Linked DNA regions of Pan troglodytes: region 2 is linked to region 1. Evidence: chromatin contacts called from public HiChIP or PLAC-seq data. All regions are on one chromosome and are shown on one strand. Each heading gives the region's core, a stretch centred on a gene start, on an enhancer-like site or on the middle of the called end of the contact. The rest is flanking DNA. Distances are from core to core; before and after follow the strand shown. Region 1 holds the start of PCDHA4 (protocadherin alpha 4). Region 2 holds the start of PCDHB1 (protocadherin beta 1).

Region 1 (4,898 bases), core at 1,772-4,271:
CTTTTCCACCTTCAGTTTCAAAAATTAGATCATTACACCTGTTGTCTTTTATGGAACCTCTTTTATTCTCTTATTCACTTGTTTGGAGTCTCAATCCTTATTTTTTACTTGAATATGATTCATTTTAGGCCTTGTGCTCTAATTTGGCAATACCGTTTATTGTTTCTTGATTTCCCAGTTTGGAAAAAAATCGAGAATAACAATTGCATTTAGAATTGCATCTTTGTTCATCTTTAGTTTGTCACTACTTTATTTAATACTACTTTAATAATACTACTGTATTATATGTTAAAATTTATTACTAATAACTAAAATATCAATATGAAGTGAAAATTTAATAGTTGTATAGTATATTTATATATTCATTTTAAAAGAATGTTTTAAATCTTGTTAAAAATAATTTTCAATCTGAACAATATCTTGAAAATAATTATGGTATCTAATTTTAAAACTATCCCTACTAGCAAAACTTTTTATTCATTAGTGTCTTTTGCATACCATACTAAGGATGCTAATATGAAATAAGTTTGATAAGCCAATGTTATAATGTTATTACTGGTTAACTTCTCTGAATAGCATCCTGCCTATTAATGTGTGCCATGCAATAAGTAGAAAACTCCAAATAACCAGAACCAAATGAAATTGAAGGTAGACTTTTTTCTAATCACTACCCCTACATATTTGGTTATCTCCTCTAGCAATTAGTTGGACTCCCATTTAAGTTTCCCTACCACTGGAGAGAAATAGTAACCAACTGAAACCTGGTTAATACTCATTGACAGTGTGGGAGGTCTAACACGTAAAATAGATATTTTTCTTGACTCCTCTCCTTTCCCTCACTTCCATTTTCTTTATTTCCTTTTTTGGCACTATCCTTTGTTGCTCCCTTGTCCATGAAGTAGTAGCCATAGTGTGTCCATCTCAGGTCAGTATTTTAAAAATTTAGTTCTGTTATCAGCTTCTTGAATATAATAGAGTCAGCCAAAGTACTTGTCTTCCCAGATATGGAACTTCAATCTTCAAATCCAGCTTGCCTCTTGAAACTATTGTCTAACAAGACTCTTGGCAAAGACATTTTGAAGACTTTGGAATTTTCACTTCACAGATGTACTGATGCTATGCCAAATAAATATTGAATAGCTACCAAATAAACATCGTTTTCTATTCTGCTGCATTCCCCATCTATACATTAAAATACCTGGTAAATGAAAATATTACAAATGAAATGGGTGAAAATGGAATTCCTCCTCCTTTTTTCCAATGTGCTTGATGTCAATGATCATTTTGCAAAAATATAGTTTGGGTCCCCACATAGTGAAAGTACCCTGGTTTCTGTTTGATTCAGAAATTTGGTGGGGTTTTTTGTTGTTGTTGTTTTGGTTTTTGTGTGTGTGTGTTTGTGTGAGTGTAGTTCTTCAATAGAGAGGGAGCGTAAAGCTATTTTCACTAGATTGATTTTTTGTTTAGACAAACAGGATGAAAATAACTTTATGAATATAGGAGGCAAGGAAAGTTTTTAAATGGCTACCATTATGTCTTTATATATTAAATTTCTTTATGTAAGAAAATGTATTGTGGGTTTATTTATTGGGAAGTCTTCATTCCCCATTAATACCCAGAATGATTCAAAGATCGTGATTACCAAGAATTAGAATAAAAATTAAGCTAAAACCCAAGTTTTCAACATTGAACTTGAAATACATCTTAATTGGGGAAATGTCTAGAGACTTTTTTTGTATCTTTAGAAAATTATAGAGGCTGTTGAAACACCACATTTTCCCAACTAGATATGCGATCACCTTAAATTAATGCATTTTATTAGGCAATGGAAGGAAACAAACATTTTCTGCAGGGTAAATATTTAGCAAATGTTAGGTAAGTCCCTCTGAGCTATTAAACAATTAAGATACAACTATTCCCTTTAAAATATATATTCCAAAAAAGGACACACATACTCAAATGCTTATAAGAGATAAATTAATGTAAAAAATGGCCCACGCGATTCCACCCTGGTGCTGCAGTTTGTAAAAGAAGAAAAAATACCTGTTCAATTGGTTTGATCATGACATTCTTCATGGGTCAGGGAAGTTTTAAGTGGTTATAAAATGGGGTAAATTGGCTTTAGAAGAGTTTAGAAATGATGTGGATTACTTATAGACAGGACAAAATGAACATGCTTGTTTATTAAAAAATGCTATTGGAAGCAGGAAATATTCAGTTTGGCTAAAATATATAAGCACTATAGGAGAAAATAGAAGCTTAGGCACATTACATACTGGAGAACAAGCAAGTACTTATAAACTGTAAGAGTCAAAATGAGAATACCAGCGTTTCTCATGGGAGCAAATGAGTTCCAATGAATAAAATTATTTGGAATGCTTTTCCATGCAAGCTATTTGCTATAACTTCCTGCTTCCTTGCACTTTCAGCCCTGACATGACTCAAGGAAGACATCTAATTAAATGCTGATGGTCTTTGATCCTTTTATAAAACATCTGCAAATTTCCCTGTCAATAGCTTGTTCTTGGCACCAGAATTTCCCTAGAGACCAGTCCCCTCAAGTCAACAACACCAGAAATACTAGGGTGAAGAGGGTGTTATCATTAATAATAAAAAAAACCCTGGAATTCTTGGGAACACAGGAATCTGTAATGAATTTTTCTAATCAACAGTTTACAGTTACATGTTTACAAAGTGTATAGTTAGGTCTCTGTAATACTTAAAACCTGTGTTGAAAAAATTATTTCTACTGAAGTAAAAGTTGCCCCTATGGCGAAACTAAGGACCACACTCAATTAATCAGTGGTACAATGTGTACCACAGTAGTACAAAATGTATTCCTATTCTCCGAAAAGACTGAAAGAATAAATAAAACCAAGTAGTTTATAGTAGAGTGTGTGTGGGTTTCCACAATTGCTACTTACGGTTTGGAGCCACATGATGTCGCTCTTTACCACAAAATACATGAGAGAAGGAGGAAGAAGGGAAAATTCCTTCTATTCTTACTGGAAGGAACCATATGCACTCTTTGGAGTCTGAAACATGGAGGATGCAGCTGCACTTGACTGACCGATTAAAAGATTTCCCTTGACTTTGAGAAACGATATTTAATCAGAACAAAATACTGTGCACTAAAGATGGAGTTTTCCTGGGGAAGCGGCCAGGAATCCCGGCGTCTGCTGCTCTTACTTCTTCTCCTCTCAGCCTGGGAGGCAGGGAACGGTCAGCTCCACTACTCGGTCTCCGAGGAGGCCAAACACGGCACCTTCGTGGGCCGCATCGCGCAGGACCTGGGACTGGAGCTGGCGGAGCTGGTGCCGCGCCTGTTCCGGGTGGCGTCCAAGGGCCGCGGAGGCCTTCTGGAGGTAAATCTGCAGAATGGCATTTTGTTTGTGAATTCTCGGATCGACCGGGAGGAGCTGTGCCGGCGGAGCGCGGAGTGCAGCATCCACCTGGAGGTGATCGTGGACAGGCCGCTGCAGGTTTTCCATGTGGACGTGGAGGTGAGGGACATTAACGATAATCCGCCGGTGTTCCCAGCAACACAAAAGAACCTGTCCATCGCGGAATCCAGGCCGCTTGACTCTCGGTTTCCACTAGAGGGCGCCTCGGATGCAGATATCGGGGAGAACGCCCTGCTCACTTACAGACTGAGCCCAAATGAATACTTTTCTCTGGAAAAACCATCTGATGACGAGCTGGTAAAAGGTCTTGGGCTTATATTACGGAAATCTTTAGACAGAGAAGAAGCTCCGGAGATTTTTTTAGTGCTCACAGCCACTGATGGAGGCAAACCCGAGTTGACTGGCACCGTTCAGTTACTCATCACAGTACTGGATGCCAATGACAATGCCCCAGCTTTTGACAGAACCATTTATAAGGTGAGATTACTAGAAAATGTTCCTAATGGAACATTGGTAATTAAACTTAACGCCTCAGATTTAGACGAAGGATTGAATGGGGACATTATTTATTCATTCTCAAATGATATTTCGCCAAATGTGAAATCCAAGTTTCACATAGATCCAATTACTGGACAAATTATTGTAAAGGGATATATTGACTTTGAAGAAAGCAAATCCTATGAAATTATTGTAGAGGGCATTGATAAGGGACAGCTCCCACTTTCTGGCCATTGTAGAGTTATTGTGGAAGTAGAAGACAACAACGATAATGTCCCAGATTTGGAATTCAAGTCTTTGTCACTTCCAATTAGAGAGGACGCTCCACTGGGTACAGTCATCGCCCTGATCAGCGTGTCCGACAAAGACATGGGTGTCAATGGGCTGGTTACCTGCTCCTTGACGTCCCACGTCCCCTTCAAGCTGGTGTCCACCTTCAAGAATTACTATTCGTTGGTGCTGGACAGTGCCCTGGACCGCGAGAGCGTGTCAGCCTATGAGCTGGTGGTGACCGCGCGAGACGGGGGCTCGCCTTCGCTGTGGGCCACGGCCAGTGTTTCTGTGGAGGTGGCTGATGTGAACGACAACGCTCCGGCGTTCGCGCAGCCCGAGTACACAGTGTTCGTGAAGGAGAACAACCCGCCGGGCTGCCACATCTTCACGGTGTCTGCGTGGGACGCGGACGCGCAGGAGAACGCCCTGGTGTCCTACTCGCTGGTGGAGCGGCGGGTGGGCGAGCGCGCGCTGTCGAGCTACGTTTCGGTGCATGCGGAGAGCGGCAAGGTGTACGCGCTGCAGCCGCTGGACCACGAGGAGCTAGAGCTGCTGCAGTTTCAGGTGACCGCGCGGGATGCGGGCGTGCCGCCTCTGGGCAGCAACGTGACGCTGCAGGTGTTCGTGCTGGACGAAAACGACAACGCGCCAGCACTGCTAGCGCCTCGGGCGGGTGGTACTGGTGGCGCAGTGAGCGAGCTGGTGCCATGGTCGGTGGGTGTG
Region 2 (4,898 bases), core at 709-3,208, 240 kb after region 1:
TTAGCCTCACCCCTTTCCTCTCACCTTCTACATAAGAATTATCAATATACTCATCATAGAATTAACTCCACTTATGATGACATCCAATCCAGAGCACTCTGCTTCAAACCTCCCCCAAATCATCTAACACAAGACCAAATATATGTTCTTTCTAACACCCTTTCACTGAGATGCTCCATGACTCTCTATGGTGTACAGCTTCCCTTGTTATAATAAGTCAGTAAATATAACTTTGTTCAACTACAGGTGTGTGTCTGATGGTCTCTAGCTAAAGGACATTGACAATATATTGGTATTTTATACGGTAATGGAAATAAATGAACTAGAGCTAAAGATAACACCAATCTTACATTGAGCTAAAAAATGAGGGAAAGAAACAAAATTCAAAGGATTACCTACTGTACACTTTACTTGATATATAGTTTTGTTTTATTTCTACTCATAAGTAAGATATATAGTTTTCAAAAGAGGCAAAACTAAACTGTTTAAGGATGCACAATTAAGCCAAGTGTTAAAATAACTGACAGAGATTGAGAGATTCATTAATTCCCTCATGTCAGGATGTAATTAATGTTCTGTACACTTTCTACTTTCATTCTTTTTTTCCTATTGGAAAATATAGCTAGATTTCCGTTAAGTGGCCATAATTTTATAGCACCTGGGACATAAAGTATTGAGCACAAATGAGAAATCAAATGTTTTAGGTAATGAGCATGAGACAGCATTAGAAGACAAGTTCTAGTTCTTACACTGCCATGAGTAGCTGTATGAATTGGGCAAGTGACTTCATCACTTCGGGCCTTAGTTTCTTCATCTGTTTTTTTTTTTTTTTTTAAAGTGGAGGATGGGTGAGAAGGAGACTGGTTCTCATCTTTCTGAAATGTCTTATTAAACATTCTACTATCCTATGATCATAAAGGAAACTCTCAACAAATATCTCCTATATTTCTATTAGGTCATTTTCAATATGTGTAAGCAATCTTATTTTATTTGCTTTAAAATCCAAAACCAAATATTTATCTTCATTTGATTTATTCATTATATTATCTGGGAAGCAGAGTAGTGTACTGATTAAGAGCATAGACTTCGGAGTCAGACAAAATTAAATTGAGTTTTATTTCTAACATTTGCTAGGTAGGGGACCTTGACATAACCTCTCCCATCTCACTTTCTTTTTCTTTTTTTTTTTAATAATGTCTACTCCATATAGTTGTTGCAAGTATTAAATTAAATAATGCATGTACATCACTTGTCATAGTCTCAGTACATGGAAATCATATCCAATAAATACTATTGCCATTATAATCATAAGTGACAAGCCAGCTGCTCCTTTTGTGCACGTGTATACAGATATTTGGAGGGGGGCGGAGCGAATACGTAGAAGTAGCATGATAGCGTAGTGCAAATCAAGAGGTCAGTTGGCTTAGTCCCCTGTCAGTGTACTTACTGGACCTCAAGTTTCTGAAGGAGAATGTCTGTTCCCTTTCCTTTTCCTACTGACCACTTCCTCCACATTCTCTAGCTCCCTGCCTCATATATTTGGCTTGGGCTTCGGAAGACTCTGCAGGATCCTTGTGCTTCTTTCTTGGTCTCTGGACCGCAGAGTGTGCAGATGTAGCTTAAACTTGTTGCTGTTCGCCCACAGCTTCAGTGGCTCCAGACAGCTAGCAGATAGAATGACTTCAGCTTGAACGACTAATCTCATTGGCTTCTCAATTCCCAAGGACTTTTTTTCCTGAAAGGGAATTAACAGGTGAGTCTGTTGTTGCTTTGGCAACAAACTTTCAACCTCTACCTAACTCTCCGGAATGAGAACATATCTATTAATACATTCGCTAGACTGGGGAGTTGAGTCGCTCAATGCAAATTTTCTTTCAAGTGCAAAACAGCTTAATGGGCTCGGCTAGCCTTTGGTGGTGCTGCAGTTAGAGGCTAGTGAAGCGAGGAGCTGCTGTTGCAGTAACCTGTTGCAGAAAAGTGAAAGTATATCCGCAACAGTTGGCTTTGATTGCAGAGAGCGCGCTTGTGAGAACTGATGGCGGGTACACGCAGAAAATCTTTGCAAAACAGGCAAGTGGGATCTCTTCTCATTTTTCTGTGCATATCTGTGGGGGGTGCGACAACTATCCGCTATTCAGTGGCGGAGGAAATGGAGAGCGGCTCGTTTGTGGCCAACGTAGCTAAGGACCTAGGACTGGAGGTAGGGAAGCTGGCTGCGCGCGGGGCGCGGCTGGTTTCCGAGGGCAACAAAATGCATTTCCGGCTCCACCGCAAGACGGGAGATTTGTTTGTGAAGGAGAAACTGGATCGGGAGTCACTTTGTGGCAAAGCCGACCCTTGTGTTCTGCACTTTGAAGTAGTCCTGGTGGAGCCGCTGCAGTCCTTCCGGGCCGAGGTCAGGGTATTTGATATCAATGACAATGCCCCAGTTTTCCTAAACAAGGAGCCGCTTTTAAAGATTCCGGAGAGCACCCCCTTGGGTTCACGTTTTCCTCTGCAGAGCGCCCAGGATCTGGACGTGGGCCTTAACGGTCTCCAGAACTACACCCTGAGTGCCAATGGGTATTTCCACCTGCACACCCGCTTCCGCAGCCACGGGCCTAAATATGCTGAGCTGGTGCTGAACAAACCCCTGGACCGAGAGAAGCAGCCTGAAGTCAACTTGACAATTACGGCGGTGGACGGCGGGTCCCCGCCTAAGTCTGGCACAGCTCACATCCACGTGGTGGTTCTGGATGTCAACGACCACGTGCCCCAGTTCTCGCGACTGGTGTACAGAGCCCAGGTATCAGAGAACAGCCCCAATGGCTCTTTGGTGGCCACGGTGACTGCCGTGGACCTAGACGAGGGCACCAACAAAGCGATAACTTACTCTTTAGCTCAAAACCCAGAAGCAATTCTCAAGACGTTTCAGATTGACCCTCAAAATGGAGAGGTTCGACTAAGAGGCCCTCTCGATTTTGAAGCCATTGAAACATACGACATTGACATTCAAGCTACAGATGGTGGAGGCCTCTCTGCCCACAGCAAAGTCCTGGTAGAAGTGGTGGATGTGAATGACAATCCTCCCGAAGTGATGGTCTCCTCTGTGTCCAGCCCACTCCCTGAAGACTCACCACCACAGACAGTAGTAGCCCTTTTCACTATCAGAGACCGGGACATTCGAGTGGGAGGAAAAGTCACCTGCTTCCTCAGAGAAGACCTTCCCTTTGTAATCAAACCTACATTTGGGAATTCTTACTCACTGGTCACTGACAGAAGCTTGGATCGGGAGGAGGTCTCAGGCTATAATATCACCCTTGTTGCCATGGATACTGGACCACCTAGCTTGTCCGCCGAGACTATGATAGAGGTGCTAATATCCGACGTTAATGACAATCCTCCAATATTTCGGGAAGATTCCTATATCTTGACTGTTCGAGAAAACAATAGTCCTGCGGTTTTTATTGGCAAAGTCCATGCTGAGGATCTTGATTTGGGTGAGAATGCCCAAATAACATATTCTCTGTTGCCTCCAAAAAACGGAGATCTTTCAGTCTTTGCTTACATATCCATAAATTCAGACAATGGGAAGCTCTACGCGCTGAGAACCATGGATTATGAGGCCATTCAAGATTTTCAATTTGTGGTAAAGGCAACTGATGGGGGCTTCCTGTCACTGAGTAGCCAAGTTACTGTCAGAGTGGTTGTCCTAGATGACAATGACAATCGTCCAATGATCTTATACCCACTGCAGAACGGCACCTTGCCCTGCAATGACCTGGTGCCCAGGTCTGCAGAGGCAGGCTACCTAGTGACCAAAGTGGTGGCTGTGGATGGTGACTCAGGTCAGAATTCTTAGCTTTCATATCATCTACTTAAGGCCACTGACCTTGGGTTATTTTCTGTTCAAAGACAAAATGGAGAAATCCATACATTAAGGCAGATATCTGAGAGAGACCCCATGATGCAGAAATTGATCATTCTTGTTCAGGATCACGGCCAACCAGCTCTTTCCACTACTGTCTCACTCAACATCCTGCTGGTAGATGGCTTTTCAGAGCCCTACCTGCAGTTCCAGGATCCAACCAGGCATTCTAGAAAGGTAAATCCATCCACTAAATATTTGGTCATTTCTCTGGTCATCCTTTCCTTTCTCTTTCTCCTCTCTGTCATAGTGATCTTCATTATACATGTCTACCAAAAGATTAAATATAGAGAAAAGTTCACAATTCAAGAGCATTTCTATGATGACTGTAATTTCTCTAACAACCTGGTACAAGGACAAGGCAATGGATCCTTATCTCGGCCTTGTCCATATGAAATGTGTTCAGCCACTGGCACTGGTAATAGTGAGTTTCGCTTTCTTAAGCGTTTTATGCCCAACTTTCCTTTCCCTCATGCCACTGGGGAGATAAAAATGGAGGCTGGCTCCAGTTTGCCCCCAAATTCTGATAGGAATAAGTCTCAGAGATTAGAGGGCCATGACCAGGTATCTGATGACTATATGTAGCTCCTATTTACAGGCTCAGTGAGACAAGAGAAGCAAAATTTTATACTTGGTATGCAAAGATGTTACATCCTCATTAAAACAAAAACTGGTAGTAGATTGCAGCTTTAGTAAAGATAAGAGTACTTAGTTTGGTGAAAATGGGAAACCCAGAGTGAGGCTAGGCTTACTCAATACAAAGCAGTTATCCTGATCCCCAGATCATATATCTATAACCCTTTCTCCAGTTGGAATTCTGTTTAAAGAAATGTCACCCTCTATAAATGCATATGTGGTAGGAACTTCTGCTTTTCCATCTCTGTGCTAGCAAGTAATGAATAAGCCATTATTCACATTTTCCTTAGAAGTTCATTGGTCCTGGCCCAGGAAATACTTAGTTCCATAGAGAGATCCTTTTATTTGCCTCTAA

Evidence for each region. HiChIP or PLAC-seq counts read pairs in DNA pulled down with a chosen protein or histone mark.
Region 2: a contact with region 1 is called in an H3K4me3 HiChIP or PLAC-seq map of stem cell-derived excitatory neurons, with 5 times the contacts expected there. The contact joins the promoter of PCDHB1 here to the promoter of PCDHA4 in region 1. A contact is called at or near these places in 1 of 7 Hi-C or Micro-C datasets (stem cell-derived neural progenitor cells), 1 of 1 datasets of contacts at active chromatin or transcription factors (stem cell-derived excitatory neurons) and 1 of 1 other capture datasets (stem cell-derived neural stem cells).

What each region holds. Positions count from the first base shown.
Region 1 is chr4:138,519,384-138,524,281 of NHGRI_mPanTro3-v2.0_pri, forward strand. It overlaps PCDHA4 (protocadherin alpha 4), which reads left to right and starts at 3,022. Exons shown (of 4, transcript NM_001364703.2): 1 at 3,022-4,898. The coding sequence starts at 3,138. The region is part of intron 1 of PCDHA2 (protocadherin alpha 2); the gene reads left to right. The region is part of intron 1 of PCDHA3 (protocadherin alpha 3); the gene reads left to right.
Region 2 is chr4:138,764,551-138,769,448 of NHGRI_mPanTro3-v2.0_pri, forward strand. PCDHB1 (protocadherin beta 1) reads left to right here and starts at 1,959. Exons shown (of 1, transcript NM_001024133.2): 1 at 1,959-4,492. The coding sequence starts at 2,036. The coding sequence ends at 4,492. It overlaps LOC134809982 (a long non-coding RNA gene), which reads right to left and starts at 3,114. Exons shown (of 2, transcript XR_010157022.1): 1 at 1,448-3,114.